2 separate regions of the Mus musculus genome follow, and region 2 is linked to region 1. The links are chromatin contacts, called in public HiChIP or PLAC-seq maps. All regions are on one chromosome and are shown on one strand. The core of a region is the stretch at or near the end of the contact, and the rest is flanking DNA. Distances in the headings are between cores, read along the strand shown. Region 1 overlaps Tcf7l2 (transcription factor 7 like 2, T cell specific, HMG box). Region 2 has its middle 21 kb from the start of Gm31965.

Evidence for each region. HiChIP or PLAC-seq counts read pairs in DNA pulled down with a chosen protein or histone mark.
Region 2: an H3K27ac HiChIP or PLAC-seq map of neural progenitor cells shows a contact between it and region 1, with 6 times the contacts expected there. The contact joins two enhancer-like sites. A contact is called at or near these places in 1 of 15 datasets of contacts at CTCF or cohesin (the NIH/3T3 cell line), 5 of 484 Hi-C or Micro-C datasets (brown adipocytes, embryonic fibroblasts, myocytes and 2 more) and 3 of 115 datasets of contacts at active chromatin or transcription factors (embryonic basal ganglia, embryonic stem cells and neural progenitor cells).

The regions. Positions count from the first base shown.
Region 1 is chr19:55,835,592-55,840,202 of GRCm38.p6, reverse strand. All of the region lies in intron 5 of Tcf7l2 (transcription factor 7 like 2, T cell specific, HMG box), which reads right to left. Among named protein-coding and RNA genes, the nearest start is that of Gm31734, 95 kb to the right of the region's middle. Within about 2 kb of position 1,997, at least 125 of the 459 cell types and tissues checked have an H3K27ac peak or open chromatin away from gene starts, as enhancers often do. A contact at or near this core is called in brown adipocytes and neural progenitor cells, where this site is marked.
Region 2 is chr19:56,131,820-56,136,430 of GRCm38.p6, reverse strand. No RefSeq gene overlaps it. Among named protein-coding and RNA genes, the nearest start is that of Gm31965, 21 kb to the left of the region's middle. Within about 2 kb of position 2,125, at least 44 of the 459 cell types and tissues checked have an H3K27ac peak or open chromatin away from gene starts, as enhancers often do. A contact at or near this core is called in brown adipocytes and neural progenitor cells, where this site is marked.

The sequences.
Region 1 (4,611 bases), core at 748-3,247:
GGTGGGGGTGGGGAGGATGCCCAAGCCTCCACACAGACGACCCTTCAGATCATGTTACATCCCAGCCTCGTGAGAGAACAGCCTATGAATGGACCTTAAGTAATAATCCTCCAGAGCTGCAAAGATGGCTCAATTCATAAGGCACTTGCCACGCAAGTTTGAGGACATGAGTTCAATCCCCCAGAACCCATGCAAAAAAAAAGCAGAGTCTGGCCATTATCCTACTGCTGGAAAAGCAGAGCTGCAAAGCTCTCTGGAGCACATTGACTGGCCAGTTTAGACCAGTTCAGACTAGCTCCAGGTTCACTGAGAGATCTGTGTCAATACAGAAGGTAGGTAGCTATTGAAGAAGACACTAAATGTTGGCCAGAGTGGCCTTCCTACACACACACACACACACACACACACACACACACACACAGGCATACAGGCACACAGGCACACATGCATGCACTTCAACTATATCCAGCATTAGGAAATTGTTCACCCAAAGTCACTGGCTTGCCTTCTGTAAAAAGCCATGATCAGAGATATTGTGCAGGCAAAGGCAGGATGGGGAACTGAGTTCCTGAATCATAACATAATAATAATAATAATAGTAAACATAAGTTTAACAGCGCATCCCCAAATCTTGACCCTAAGAGGTTTCCATGGAGGTGCCGACCTTAAGACTCCAGACTCATAAATAAATGGTGATGTTGTCTGTGCACTCCAGCTTTGCAAGGGTAACTACTGCCTCATCCTCTCGCAGGGGCAGACCACACATTCTCATGGGGGCCAGAGCAGCTACCGCTCTGAGCAATGACTTGACTGTGGGACAGACTCTTCCCGGCATAGCTCTTCCTGTATATTTTGGGCTCCGTGATCACACAGTGTACCAATTAACACTTCCTCGTCTAGAAACACAGTCTTCTGGGAAAAACATACTCTCTTCGGTGTGGCCGGGGAGTTCTGCCATAGCTTGTAATTTTGGCGAACGAAGTGACTTCCTGTCTGACAGGAAGCAGATGCCAAAGCTCACTTTAGCTGCCTGCAAAATTCTTGTGGAAAAGTTAAACAGAGAGAAAGCCTCCAGTTCCCCCAAGAGAAGACAGCCCTTTATCAGGCAGAGCCCAACTCTTCCAAGATGGCCAACCTCTCCCCTGACCCCTATTTATTAAAATGAGTTTATCTAACAAACAACCCAAGCGCTTTTCGGTCCTGAAGAAGTAAGTCTGGTCTCTGCTTTGGAAACAACAGCCCTTTCAAAGCTTCTAAGACATAATTACCAGTTGAGTTTTGAACTTTGCCCAGATAAAGGCCGATACAGCAGGCTGGGCTGTTTGTTCCTCTAATCAACTAAGTTCAAGTGTGAATAGAACGCTGGCCTCCCTTTGTGCCTCCAACCTCCTCCAAGACAAAGTTACTTTTCTCCCTTTATTAAGCACTAAGTGTATTTTTACAAGGGAGCCTGAATCTTTAGTTTTGTTTTTGAAAATCCCAACCACTTGATCTGGGGGTGGGGGAGTGTTATTAAGTCCACTGAATCAGTTTTTAGGAACAGCAAAGGCTAACAAGACTTAACCAACTGAAAGCTAAAATTTAAATTGTTATCACAAATCATACTTCCTTCCCTAAACCCCACCCTCATAGCCACTGCAGCAGGTACCTACAGGCAGCAATCTCTGAAAGCTGATGTTGTGCAAAGCTACCATGCAGATTTAAGAAACAATGCCAAGCTATTGCTTGGCTCATACACATAAACCCCAAAGAGTGCCCGGGACAGAGGTGGATGGCACATAAAACAATCTACAATTGACATGTCATTTACTGGCATTTTTAATAGTTTCTTCTCTTTTCGTTTTTAATGCAGTTCTATCTTTCCATCTTACTCTCTCTAAGCAGTTCCCTAGCCAGCCTCGGACAGTAAACAGTTAATATTCCACTCTCCCCCGCTGCCTTGGAAAGCAAAGGAACAATTGAGACATTGTCCAGTGAACAAGACTCCCAGGGACGACATTTTTGTTTATGCCCCAGTTCTCAGACTGTCAGTTTCCACTGGGCACGTTAAAGCCTGACCCACACTACCGAAGGCTCGGGAGCTGAAAGGGCTCTGCTTCGCTTGTTTTAAAGCTTCAGAGTCTGTTTTTGATTCAAACCCCAAACTTCCCCTCCCCTGCACCCCGCCTTTTACCCCAGAAAGTTGCCTCCTAACTCCGAGACTGTGTTGCAATTCCTTCTTGGAATCCTTTGCCAAGAAAAGTAACAAAATATTTTTGAATACCAGTGTTTGCATGGTTTGGTCAAAACGGGTGGGAGTGGTTGGGTGGGTGGGAGGAGAAGGCCAGACAAGTGGCCCAGCCTTGAAAGCCAGGGTGTTTTTAACAGATTCTCAAAAAAAAAAAAAAAAAAAAAAAAAAAAAAAAAGCCTCTAAATTGGATATAGGTAAGTCGGGACCAACGATGAACTCAGGCTCAAGGTCTGGGAAGCGGAAAACATTTCAAAATCCAGAGAGTCTTCAAAACAGCCAAACTTTAGGCTCAAAAACATTATTTCTTCCCAGTCCAGGCCACTGCCTGATGCACTGCTGAAACTACAGCCCAAAGATCCCCCACTACCATCCTTAATAGATATGGGCACTGACAAGGGTGGGTTTTGTGGACTTGGGGCCTGCTTTATGACAGCCTACTCAACAGTGAGCCTGCTTCTTCTCTGAGGAGTGACATCACCAGCTTTCACTCCTGCAAGCAGCGTAGGCATCAAAAAGGCAGCCCCGCCATTCTGCACATAGACACTCTTTGCCATTGGCCCAAGGCTACCAATGGGAAGAAGTGCAGGAGTGTGCATACACTCAGGAGCACAGAGGTACTCTCACCTGGGCACACACATACACACACACACACACACAGGTGTACACAAACAGGTGTATATATTCATACACAGATACACACACAATTGTGCCACACAGTGGGCACACACACACAAGTGCACACGCAGCTGCACACACAGGTGTATATACACATACATGGGTACACAGGTGCATACACAGTTGTGCCTCACAGTGGGCACACACACATACACACCCAGGTGAACATGCAGGTGAGGACACAGGTGTACATATACATACACAGGTACATACACAGTTGTGCCACATACAGTGAACACACAACACACCGGTGTATACATACAGGCACACACAGACAGACAGCTATACACACACACACACACACACACACACACACACACACACGCCCAAAAGCATGAGTTCCACACAGGAAATGAGATTCCTGAAAATGGGACTCCTACCTCCCTGGATCCCCTCATTATTTGAATCAGAGACACGGCTTTTTGTCACAAACTGGCCAGGAAGCCTGCAGATGGGGTTGGGGCTACTACTGCCCTGGAGCACCACAGAAAGGAAGTCCGAGCTGCCTGGGTGACTTTACCCAAACCAACCGTAGAAAGCCACCTTTTCCACCCAGCCTTGTGCACCTCTCTTCTCTCTTCTTTCCAGCCCAGCCTCTGGCTAGAGTCCTACTGTGTGCTCCGTATGGGATTGGGGTACGTAATCTGCCACAGGTTCTAACTTGTCAAGATATTATTTTCACTTTATTATTTATCACTATATCCGGGTTTGGGTTGCGGCATTTCTCAGATTGCCAATTCGGATGTCTGTACCCGCTCATCTCATCCCTGCCTTCAACAGGATGAAAGCAGCTGGACTCTGCTGATCAAATCCACAAATGGAAGCTACCCGGCATCTCCCTTTGGACAGCCAGCACCTGCCCATCCGATGGCCATACTGGTAGCAGTCTTCCTCAATGATGGAAGGGGTCAGGCGCAAATAGAAAGACTGACCCTGCTAGGAATGGCCTGAAGGCTTCAGGTGCACTTAGAGCAGAAGCCATTTTAGCCCTGGTCATTGGATTCTCAGATCTTTCCCAAGAAACAGCGTTAGGGAGATGATGGGAACCCAAACCCAGGAAGCAGCCTGAGCTTGCTCCCCGGGCCTCCGCTCCCTGCCTGCCCACCCGAAGCGCTTTTCTTCCAAGTGGCAAATGAATCATGTCAGAGCAAAAGCCATTTAGAAAGTACACGTTGTAAAAGACCCATACTCGGGCACTTTCCATTTATTAATTATGCTATGGATTAGGATCAAAGTCGGAGAAATCTTGGTGTACTTGAAATGAATGGCTTTTGTGGTTACCTAAATCCTCCAAGTCCCCTGGAATGTAATTCCTTAGGCAAAAACAGCTTCCCAGACTTCTTGACTCCCCCCTACACACACACACACACACACACCAATAACTCAGAGAGATTGAAGGTTCTGCATCAGACCTGAGGATGTAATTACTTGGGTTTTATTTTATTTATTCTAGTTGTGAAATATGCAATTCTTCCTCTTGACGGCCCCCCCCCCACACACACACCAGTTCTGGGTTCTTAGTTTCTGTTGATGAATCTTAAAGGCTCCAGCCCTTCCTCCCGCTCTTTCCTGTCTTCAGACCTTACTACTCTTTCTTTGAATTAGATTCTAATTAAAAATAACGTTAAGCCAGCAGTGCGGGCCCACTTCTTTAATCCCAAGACTCAGGAGGCAGAGTCAGGCAGATCTCTATGAGTTCTACATA
Region 2 (4,611 bases), core at 876-3,375, 300 kb before region 1:
CCCACGACTTGGGGCAAAGATTGTAAAAAAGTACTACTACTAATAATAATGATCTTGAGGGGGAAGAAAACACAACAGGGCTCCTAACGGCTCCCCACACAGCGCAGACTGTGTGGAAGCTAAGAGAGGCACTGATATCTTAGTCTTTTACAGCTCCATACAGCTTAGATTTCTTACCACAGCTATGCATTGTTTCATCCTAAGACATGGAAACAACGGTCCGGTGCTCAGGGGCATGCTCTGTGGAAACTGCCCAGAGAACCTTCTCCACAAAATAAAATAATTTAAAAAATCTTTCTTTTTGGGAAATTACTTCCTGTAGGAAGCCCTTCCAGGTGGAGCCTGCCACTGCTATTTCTGCAAGAGCTGCCCTTTGCCTTACCTGAGTGATGAACTTTGCTAATCCAGCCTACTACTAACCAACCCACCCTAGAGCTACAGCATCAGTAACAACTCAGTAAAAGGCCTGGGGAGCAAGGCCTACAAACAGTGCGAGCGAGGTGCCTGCTTGGTCTGAGCATTTCTCTCGAGGAGGCCAACAGTGTGTTACCAGTTTTGGCCTCCTGTCTTGTCTTTATGACATGTGTTCTGGTGGGACCAGAGCCAAGGGAGCCAAGAAACGCTCCAGAGGCCTGACCCAGGCTCAAAGTTCTGGGAAGCCTTCCCTCTACATGTGACTTCTTAGCTGGGAACTGGAAGATGAGGAGACAGGCTGATGAGGTGAGAGGGCTGGGGAGGAGGCTCCGTGGATTTGGGCTGAGCACACAGGCAGGCTCTGAAGAATACAATACTTAGTTCCCAAGGATAGGAGAGGAGGCCCAGCCTTCAGGAGCCTCAGAGCCTCGAGGGCAGGCATAGGATGGGGCCAAGTCACGTGATGTCTTAAAGAGTGTGGGATTTTAAACTTTTCCCTGAGAACAGTTCAAAGTTCTGGAGAGATTTCTCCTAATGGGCTTATTCCACTTTGCCCCACTGGGTCCAAACTCAATTCCTGGCAATTAATGGGCACCTTGTGATCAGCTTCATAGCAGAACCAAGCCACCCCAGAGAAGATCCTCTAAGCAAGGTGACATATGTCGCCTCTTCCCCGCTCTCTTTGTCTTTTGCTATCTAGTATAGAACATAAAATCTACCCAGGGAACTGTGGCAAGGAAGGCAAACTAAGTTAACTCTTCCGGCCTCACAGTCTTGCCCTGAGCTTCAAAATGGACATTGGATACCGCCACCCTGACCAGTGAGACAAGCAAATTAAAACTGGTGGGTCAGGAGTGGCTGGGGGTTTGCCAAGGACCCCCTGGCAGGTCCCAGGTACTCTGAGCATCATGCTTTGGCCGGTAGTCAAGGAAGGATCCCCCCAATCTCCTGTCTAAAATATGTATTTATAGGTTTAATTATGTGAATTCACTTGCCCTTTGCTCAAAGAAAGTAGATACAGGGGCATTTTAATGCTCCACAGAAATGAAACTGTGTTGAAGCCAGCCTGACCTCAGACCGAATGTCAGAGCCGTTGGATTTTTTCAGCAGAAACATAATACTTTTTATAGAATGGGAAGTCAATTGAGAAATCATAAAAAAAAAAAAAAAAAAAAGTAGAGTTGGGAAGGGCTTTGTGCTCACCAGGGTTAGGTCCCTAGAGCCACTGTAGCCTTGTTCCCTGTGGGGAAGGGTCTAATGTTTTGTCCACTTAAGTTTTAAATATCTCAACCAATGGCTCATTCCTGGGAATACCTCTCCCGGGGCGCTAGATCTGGCCCTGCCTGTCAAGGCCCCTTCCTTGCTCCTCCATCTCACTCAGCTCAATGATATAGACAGGCATCTGCAGCGTTTGAAGCAAAAAAAGCCTTGCCTTTCTTTCCCTTTCATCTCCATTTCTCCTACCTGTGGAAACTTCCAGATCTGGAACGGGGCGGGAAGGAAGAGGCAGAGAAAGGAGGCAAGCTGAATATTTGTTCTGAAAGCGGCCATTACAAGAAGCCAAACCCCAGGCCTGGAGCCGACATTTCAGCTTTGGGAACAGGCAGGATCCATGGAACCTGCCTCACTGAAAGCTCAAGGAACCAGCTCAGAGCGGAGCTGCCTCTCGCCGCAGTAGCTGGGACAGAAGGTGGCAGCACAGCACCAGGCTGTAAGGTCTGCAGTCGTTGGAAGCTGGGGACCATCCTAACCCTTCCGGGCGTCCAGATCCCTCCTCTAGCGTCAAGAGTGTCCTGCTTAGGCTAGGAGTGACCCAAAAATCAGCTTTTAAAAGGCAAACCTCAAACATCCAGAAGTGTTCGAACGTGGTCGATTTTCTATGTAAAAACATCATGTTGCTAGAGTTTAAAAGATTCCAAATGGGGTCATAGGGAGGATCCCAAAGGACTTAAACATATAAAGTTACCCTCTTATCCCATGTAGGTAATTTTTAAATAAATTCAGAATACGTGCATCTTTCTTCCTTTGCGCTCTACAGCACTTCTCCAGCCATCTCTGAATTTCCCTTTGGTGTTCCTGTTTTCATTTGCTGATTTAAAAAAAAAAAAAAAAAAAAAAAAAACTTGTTTGGTAGTGTTTGCATGTAGTCCTTCCAAAGCAGGGATCCACACAGTAAGCACTTCTGACTCAAGAGCTGGACCCCTGCTGGGGAGCCAATTAAATGCACTGCCCACCAGGGAGAGTGTGATATTTTTTATTACTTTCTAATTTCGGGCCCTGAAATGGCTTCAGTGATCAGAACGTTTTTTTCTGCCTTAGAAACCTAAAGGAGCCAGCGAAACGATGCCTTTGATTTGTATTTTATTTATATCGGTCCATACTGGCCAAGTGCACACTAAGGATTTCCCTGGGGCCTCAGAGGGTTGCAGGAGTGGAAAAGCAAGACAAAGAAAAAAAAAAAAAAAAAAAAAAAAAAGCACAAAACTTTCTCACCCAGTCGCCTCTGCAGAGCAGGGAACTGTCAGGAACACTGGGAAAGGCTTTTTTGAGAAGTCGGTGAACTGAGAAAAAATGGATAGAAGAATTGGAACAAAACCATTTCAGTGGATTTAAATCTATTTAAACGACAATAGTAAATCAAAGCCATGCCTCTTTCTCATTACCAGTGGCCCCAGTGGTAGGGCCTCATAAATGCTGGCTAAGAAAGACTTGTGTTCCTTTCTAAATACATTCACAGGAAGCCCCACCCAACCCAAGGTGCAAGGATGCTTGCTTCTAAACTCCTGTTTGTTTTGCGTTTCCTTCTCTTCTAAAAAGCATCAGCTTCCAGCAGAAAAGCTTCGAAGGGGCAAGGAGGAGATCCAAACAGACGCTAATGAGGAAAAGAGAAAGTGAAGTCAAACTCTCCCTGAATGCCTGGATGTTTATTTATTTATCTTTGCAACAAGCAAGGATGCTTTAAAATCTAGAAGCACTCCTGGATAAAGCAAACCAGACCAAGTAGCTCACAAAACACCAGAAGCTCAAATTCTGAGCTGTTCCAAATCCTATTCACCTGCCAATGGGGTCTTGGCTGAAAGTCCTCGTCTTTTGTTTTTTCTTTTGTTTTTGTTTTTCCCTTTTTTCTTTTCCTTTTCTCCCGACTCACTGTTTAGCCAGAAGGTAATTCTGAATGCTTATGGGGGAGGGGGGACATTCCTACTAGCTAGTGCTCCCCTTAAAAACAGGAGCTGTTTCAATTCCCATTAAGCTGCTCTCTATGATGTAAAGTCTTTTAATGAACAGTCAGCTCGCGTTGAGACTATACGTGTCGAACCCTGCTCGCTAACAATTTTCATAAAATGTGATTCAAGAATTAAAAATTGCAGTGCTCTAAGAAGGTGGCTACTGTATGTTATTAGACAATGCTCTGCCAAGGCAATCTTTCCTATCTCTTACGCAGAAATCCCATGGGAACAAAACTGTTTACTCTGATTGTGTACAGCCTCTGCAAGTACCACTTTATCATAGGATTTAAAGTTCAACAACTTAGCAGACAGTATTTATTATTTAAGGAAAGGCTAAGTGTTTCTTCTGGGCTTCTCCGACTTCAAAATCACAAAGCAACCCCTCTCCTCTCTCTGCTTCCCTTCTTTCTGTTCCCTTCCTTTTCCCTCCCTTCTTTCCCTCCCTTTTCTTTCTTTCCTTCTTTCTGTCTGTCTGTCTGTCCGTCCGTCCATCTTCCTCCCCTCCCTCCTTCCTTCCTTTCCTCCCTTTTAACTTGCAAATTGGATGTTGTTGAGTTCTTAAAGTCCTTAACAATTCATTATCCCTTCAGGAAAATTTAACTCGATTACTTAAAATGGCCAATCTCCACTTTAAGGGAGAATATTCTATATAACTTCAGCTTAAAAGGCAATGTCCCAGATTAAATACATATACATATATATATATATATATATATATATATATGCGCCCCCTTTTAAAAGGCAGAGGCAATTATACAATAAGCAGAAGCAGACGCACTTGAGTGAATTCACGGACACACAACAGAGAATGGAACGCTGAGGTGTTTCACCAAGGTGTGCCCTGGACCTGTGTCACCCCAGCTCACAGAGGCCCCATTTCTTCCCACAGGTTTCTCTAACAACTTCTCTCCTCTTGCGTGAGACAGCAGATTGTTGGCCTCTGGGAAGCGGCACTATTTCCAATCAACCA